Linked DNA regions of Mus musculus: region 2 is linked to region 1. Evidence: chromatin contacts called from public capture Hi-C data. All regions are on one chromosome and are shown on one strand. Each heading gives the region's core, a stretch centred on a gene start, on an enhancer-like site or on the middle of the called end of the contact. The rest is flanking DNA. Distances are from core to core; before and after follow the strand shown. Region 1 overlaps Creg1 (cellular repressor of E1A-stimulated genes 1). Region 2 has its middle 44 kb from the start of Gm46170.

What was found. Capture Hi-C pulls out chosen DNA fragments and counts their contacts.
Region 2: a contact with region 1 is called in a capture Hi-C map of embryonic stem cells, with 3 times the contacts expected there. The contact joins two enhancer-like sites. A contact is called at or near these places in 1 of 39 promoter capture datasets (embryonic stem cells), 2 of 484 Hi-C or Micro-C datasets (B cells and the N1E-115 cell line), 2 of 115 datasets of contacts at active chromatin or transcription factors (bone marrow-derived dendritic cells and bone marrow-derived macrophages) and 1 of 9 other capture datasets (embryonic stem cells).

The regions. Positions count from the first base shown.
Region 1 is chr1:165,770,013-165,773,708 of GRCm38.p6, forward strand. Creg1 (cellular repressor of E1A-stimulated genes 1) reads left to right here. Exons shown (of 4, transcript NM_011804.3): 3 at 620-804. Among named protein-coding and RNA genes, the nearest start is that of Creg1, 8.1 kb to the left of the region's middle. Within about 2 kb of position 2,204, at least 103 of the 459 cell types and tissues checked have an H3K27ac peak or open chromatin away from gene starts, as enhancers often do. A contact at or near this core is called in embryonic stem cells, where this site is marked.
Region 2 is chr1:167,220,835-167,224,171 of GRCm38.p6, forward strand. It overlaps a transcript of Uck2 not described here. Among named protein-coding and RNA genes, the nearest start is that of Gm46170, 44 kb to the right of the region's middle. Within about 2 kb of position 1,742, at least 46 of the 459 cell types and tissues checked have an H3K27ac peak or open chromatin away from gene starts, as enhancers often do. A contact at or near this core is called in embryonic stem cells, where this site is marked.

The sequences.
Region 1 (3,696 bases), core at 954-3,453:
GCAATTGATTTGTGAGTGGGCAGATGGTAAGAATATGTCCTAACACAGATTTCAACAACTAAAGGCCCTGACCAGGGTCTGTCATATAGGTGTGTCCAGTAGGGTACTTATGGGGCAAAGGACCCTTGTCCTGGAGCCAAATAGATGTAACATCTGGAAGGCTCCTTATAAAACACTCTGGCTAAAAACAGCTGCTCATTCCGAACCATTGCTCTCTAGTTTCAGGGGGCTCCTTGTCCTCGTGCCTCTGCCTCCCAAGTGCTACTTCTAAGCACTTTTGCCCTTCTTGCACATGCATTGAATAGAGTAGGTGTGAGGGCACTTTCAGGCCTGGGTGACAGCCAGTGCTTCTGGGCCATGGACAGTGCTAGCTTGGAATGACTGTTGAACAGCCAAGCTCCACCCCCATCATGGTTCCTGCTTTATTTGTGTGTGTCATTACAAGTTTGAAAGGGCACGTTTCTCTGTTTTCTTTAGGCTTCCTGTACGCTCTTGACTCTTAAGATCAGAATTTGCAACGGAACGAGGTGCCAGGCAGTTTGTGGTGTGAGAACCACCCCTTCTTAGTAAGATAAAAGTGTCCTTAGAACGGCCTGTTTATCTCCTGTTTGTCCTTCAGGTGAACAAGACAGAAGAGGACTATGCAAGGGATTCGCTGTTTGTTCGACACCCTGAGATGAAGCACTGGCCTTCCAGCCATAACTGGTTCTTTGCTAAATTAAAAATAAGCCGTATCTGGGTCTTGGACTACTTTGGTGGACCTAAAGTAGTGACACCTGAAGAATATTTTAACGTCACGCTGCAGTAAGTAATTATACATTTTCCACCATTGCCGGACTGTAGCTCTTCCCAGCACCCCCAAGGCTGAGCCTGCTAGGACCACCTCTCAAAATTACAAAACACATGGGATTACAAAGACACTAGGCATAGGAACACACACCTTTAATCCCTCTCATCAGTGTCAGATGCAGAATTAGTAAACTCACCTGTAACCCTAGACCTTGGGAGACAAGGGCAAGAGGATTAGCAATTCAAGGCCAGCCTGGAAGGCTGAAAATCAGCTCAAGTTACATGAAACTGTGTTTGAAACAAAAACAAGCCCAACAAGGGGGACCTAGTAACGGGCCTGTAGCTCTCAGCGTAGTGAAGCCTAGGGTCTATATTTTATGACATTTTCTACACCCACAACTATAACACAATTGGAAGGGATCTGTGGCCTGCAGAGGTAATGGAGTTGATTCCAAAGGGGCTACTGGAGAGAAAGGAAAAGAGTACGGGAGGTTTAAGTTCAAGTTTAGCAGTTGGGCCCTGGGGTTTGGGTGTGAATCTCAGCATTGCAAAACAATAATAAAATTACTAAGGGCTGGAGACATAGCTCAGCCCAAGGGCCTGGGTTTGGTCCCCAGTACATCTAGTCTGGAAGTAGAAAAGAACAGTATCTAAAGATGGCCTGGGCCGGGAAGAAGGGAGTGGTCAGATGTGGAGTGAGGTCAAATGAGGTCAAGGGTCAGAGGACAGAATGGGAGGGACTAGAGTGTTCCCTAAGTGACACTGGATTTTGCAATATAGGACATCTATCTACAAGCCCAAGAGGTGCTACAGCAGCTAGAGTCTGTTGAGCGTGTTTTGCTGGTCTGTGCTATCCTAATCGCTTCCTGTTCGTAGCTGAAATTCTCACCACACCCCTGTGAAGCGAGCGCTGATTGCTAGGCTGTAAAACAAGGGCCGGCCTGGGAAAGGGGGCGCTTGCATAACGCCTTTCAGCCAGCAGGTGGCAGTGCTGGGATTCAAACGCTGGGCGTCCTAGCCCTGAGCCCTCTTCTGACCCCTAACCCCGTGCTGGACGCCAGGTTCATCTTTTAGTTCACTTCCTGTTTGCAATGACTGACAACTCTGTGGAGAGATGGGGGAGGATAGTAGGACTTATAAGTCAAGACGGAATGAGTATGGGCGCAGTAAAGAAACCAAAGTAGCCGATCTGTGGGTGAAAAGAGAAAACTGTATTCCAATAAACAGCCAAGGCTGTCGCCTGGGAAAGCAGGGAAGGATTTCCAGGGTTAGACGAGAACAAGAGAACGGGGGTGGGGGTGGGGTGGGGGTGGAGTGGGGGTGGGGGTGGGGGAAGACTCGAGAGCTGGGTGGGATCTGTGAGCCAGGACTGAGGGTGCCCAGAGGCTAGCACCGACCTTGACAAGTTCTTAGGTGCCCCAGCGTATGCTAATGGAGACACACTTGTTCCTTTTGCCAGAGATAAGGAGAAAGCAAGCAGGAACTTTCTTCAAGTCCCAAGGGAATGGCGGCTTTTGTCCAAACGCCCAACCTTGGGAAAAGGTTATTTCTTTGTGGGACCAAGGAATCTTCAGTCCCGGACCTTAAATTCTTAGTGCTTATGTGTTCTTTGTTTTCATGCTATTAGAGAACAGCTCATATTAAGCTATGTAACCCCCTAACCACCACCACCCCGCTCCCTGCCGTAAATGTACATTTTAACAGCAAACTCGGGGTTGTTGGTATTTCTGTATTCCGAGCAGGGTCGAGGGTGGTGCATGGCCCATGGTAGGTGTTTTGGGGGCAGTTGCATATAGCCAGCTGATGGAAACACAGACTTTCAAATTGTCTAAAGAATCCAGTTGTCCCAGTATTGATTTTGTGGCCGTGTGCGTGGGAGGAGAGGCGCAGGCTGCTGACCCTCCCGGGGCTGACCGAGCCTCCTCCTTGATAGGATTTAGGAGGTAGCGATTGTCAGATTATTACCAGCAAGCGCGTTATGGAGGAGAGTGGCAGTAAGAATGATGGGCTGTTCTGTGAGGTCAGAGTTTACCTTCCCAGGACATCACAATCTCCGAAGAGCAGTTATCTCTGTGTAAATAACACGCCCTGGGCAGTGCTTACTTTAATAACAAAATAAAATTATGATTTCCCATAAGTCTTTGCTCTGAGTGTGTAAAATAGAGGCTCCCGTTCTGTTATGTAGCCGGGTAAGTGCTTTTCTGCAGCTCAAAGATAAGGCAGAGAGCCTTTGCTCTGATTGGGGGTGGGGGGAGTGCAGGGGGAGAGTGCAGGAGGTGGGAGTGCGGGGTGGGGAGGATGAAAGACCAGGGCAAGGCATCCCACCACAGTGGCAGAGTACCAGGGAAGGAGGCTCCTGTCCCCAAGTACCTCTGGCCACTCATTGCCACTTCAGAGTCTATGAAGACTGGGGTCTGCACATTGTCGGGAACCACCAATGGGGTCTTTGTGGTATCCTAGGCTTTCCCCAGGTCACCTTGCCAGGCTTGCCCACATGGACCACAGAAGATACTGTTTCTCTAATTAGCACAGTGCCTTCTGTAGCTAATGGCCAGGACACTGAAATGATCCCAAGAAAGCATCCACACGGGGACCGCTCAGTCAGGGCTGCCGTGAGACCTAATTAAGTGCTTTGTGTTAATTCACTGGGTTGCCGGACCCAGCCCGTGTGCGCTTTTGCACGTGGAGTGAAAGTGTGAGCATCCTCTTGGTGTGTTTGTTGACTTCCTGGATGCAGCCATGATCAGAGTAGGCGTTACTTCCTATCACCATGGAGCCTGGACAGCAGCAGGCCTGGTCCAGGGCTCACTGTATCACTCACACGAATCCTACCAAGACAGACACGGAAAAAGGTCCCCAGTCTCTCACTTGAACCCTTACCTGGGTGTAGATTTCCTGGTTGAATGG
Region 2 (3,337 bases), core at 492-2,991, 1.5 Mb after region 1:
TAGCATCCTTCACAGGTTTGGTTTGCTTTTTGGAGGGGTGTTTGTCTGTCTGTCTGTCTGTCTGTCTGTCTGTCTGTTTAAGTATGAGTGAACACATAACAAACACAGGAAAAATCTAGTGTGATTTTACAATGGAGGCCGTTTACTTCAGAGGAAGCAGATGGCACTGGGAGGGCTCCTCTGAAATGCACACGTGTGATGAGCATCCCGTCCAGGCAGGGGAGCTGTCACCAGGTGCTGGCTTGCCCCAGCCAGGACAGTCAGAACTCAACACACAAGTCCTTGGAGCCACTGAATCCAAACAGTACAAGTCAGGGCCCAGGGTAGATGTGGTGTTTACATAGAGGGTAGTTTTATGTTCCTAAGATGTATATACCAGGGCTTAGTCCTGTCTCTAATGGGTTCCCATGTTATTTTAGCTCATGGTTTATTGAAATATGTATGTAAGTATACACGCAAGACTAGGGTAACAGCTAGCTCATAGTTTCGGTTTTGCAATGTTGGGGATTGAGCCTGGACCTCTTGCTTATGCTAGGCAGGTGCTTTGGTACCAAGAAACATCCCCAGTCGAGAAAATGACCTCTTAAATTGTTCTCTTTGTGGTGGCGAAGGGGCGATTGGGAGGGATTTTTCTGAGATAGGGTCTTTGTATGTGACCCAAGATGACTTCAAATTTGTCATCTTGCCTCAGCTTAATATTGGGGTCACAGGTATGTGCCATTAACTTAAACTTTAGATCCGCCTTAAAGCACCTAAACACCCCCAGCATATCGTGAAGGAATCCACCTACCCTAGTCTCTTGAAGCCTACAATGCCATGTTCCAAGACCCTCTCTCTACTCCTTGTATTGAAGCCATTGTCTGCAAGCCAGCCCATTGATGGCTTCATTAAAGCAATGTTAATCTGGAGCTAAAACTGGGAGACTCACAACTACCTGTGACTTCAATTCCATGGCATCTGATGCCCTCTTTTGGCCTGAGGATACCATGCAAACAAGCGGTACCGATATACCATGAAGGCAAAACAGCCATACACATAGAAAGAATTAAGAGCAGCATCACTGCCCTGCCTCACCAGCAAAACCACCCTAGGGAAAGAGGGGACACTGCTGAGGCTCCTATCCAGAGGCCTGCCTAGTTCCAGGGTTAGCAAAAAGCAAGCATCTGGAAAGACAGGATGAGAAGTAGAGATGAAGGGAAGCTAAGACATGGGAACTGTCAGGAACGACAAAGAGCAAAAGCCAGTTGTGTGAAAGGCCCTGGATGTAGGTCTTTTAAAAACAGGAATAAGCTGGATGTGATTGTGTGTGCCTTTAATCCCAGCACTTGGGAGGCTGAGGCAGGTGGATCTCTCTGAGTTCAGAGGCCATTCTGGTCAACATGGCACAGGGCTATATAGCAAGACTCTTACCTCAAAGAACCAATCAATCAATCAATAAATAATCAAGCAAGAATAGAAAGGCTGGAGCGATGCCTCAGTAGTTCAGAGCACTTACTGCTCTTTCAGAGGATCCAGGTTTGGGTCCCAGCACCCACATGGTGCCTCACTCCAACACTTTGTGCGTTGCATGCACATATATAGTACACATACATACATACATGCACATGTATGTTTTAAAAGTACACACATATACCTTCATTCACATCATAGTGAGTTGTCATTAATGTAAGCTTCCTTACACATGCCCCACCCCGCTACCTTCCCTCCCCCGACCCCACCCCTAGCTCACTCCACCTAGGTTTAGTTCTCCTTTTCAACAGAGAGAAGTGGGTAGGTCTGGAAGGCGGCAGAGGCTACACAAAGGACATCAGTGAGAACAGTGTCAGCGTTCCTAGAACCTCAGCCTCCCAGAAACCATGTGATAGGGAGTGCAAGGTAACTAACCCTGGGAGAGCCCTGGGAGTCTGTCCCACACACATCCCAAGACCAGGACAGGAGGCAGGCTAAGCACCCCTGCTTCCTCCAGAAATGCAAGGCCCAGCCCTCCCTCCGCCCAATTCTCACAGCAGGCTTCGGAGACTGCTGCTAACCAGGCACCCACAAAGGAGTGAAGAGTTGAATTCATTGTTTTTATTTGTCTTTATTTACAGCCAAGTACATAGGGTGTGGTCATTTCATAGCACGAACAAAGGCAGGGCAGTAAAAAGCAAAGACGGGAAGAGGCAGCATCTTCCAGGGAAAGAACAGCCTAGGTCTCTAGCCACCCAACCTTGCTCTGGAGGCAGGGCTGGGTAGGAACTCACTGCCCGAGAGAAACAGGACTCCGCTGCTGAAACTCGGTCACCTGTGGCTGGCACCGTGAGAACACAGCAGGACCAGAGCCAGAATCTTAAAAGGGACTTGTATACACTACTAGATGCATCCAATTGTGCCTTTCCAACCTGCCCTCTTCCTTGTCCTGACACAAAGAGCATACAGCAATGGCCCAGAGGAAAATATGAACGGCAAAGGAGACAGAGAAGGCCAGCTGGTCCTTCGAAGAAAGCAAGGGCCTGCATGTACCAGGGGCTGACCCCAGCCTCAGGAAATCAGCCCTTTCTTTGGACTCTTGGACATGAACAACACAGGTTCCAAGGGCAGTGAAAAACATTTCCCTGCCAGAGACTGCATTCCTCTGCAGCAGTGGGGGCTTTGAGGCCAAGGTTGATCCGGTCTCCACTTTTGACTACTCAGGGGCACTGACCCAGCGGCCTCCCAAGAGACTCACCCTGGAGAGAGCGAGCTGGAGCCAACTTCCCCCACGGTCTGAGTAGTCACCGCTAAGTGTTCGTTCGGAGACAGGTGACTTGGCCACTGCCCTAGCCCCAAGGCATGAACCTGCTTCACTCCCTTCCCCAGGCCTACTCTACCCAAGCTAGATCAGATGCCTATCTTTTTCAGCCTCGGGTTATCCAAAGAGAAGTCAGGGGGGCGGGGGGGGGGGGGGTTGTATTACCATGATGAGGTGTAAGGCTGGACCTTCCTGTGACACAAGACTCAGAATTTTCGTTTCCTAAACACTCAGGCCAAAGACGTCTGTGAACGGGTGGGGGAAGCAAGCACCATTGGGTGGCTCTGAAGTGGAAGGATCTATGCACCTGTGTTCAAGGTTGTGCAGCTCTGCCCAGCTCGGCTTCCTCTCTAGAACAGCTCTGAGTCCCCAGATGACAAATGCCATGGCTTCAAGATCCCTTTACCTCCCTACTCGACAATGGAATGGCAAAACCAAAACCTCAAGGCTCAGACCACAATGTTTCCCGTAGAGAAGGTTCAAATGCACAATTGGCCAAAAAGCTGGGCGGCGGTCTGGAAACAGTACAGCGTCCAGCCCTTCCCTATACCCAGCAAATACTGCTTC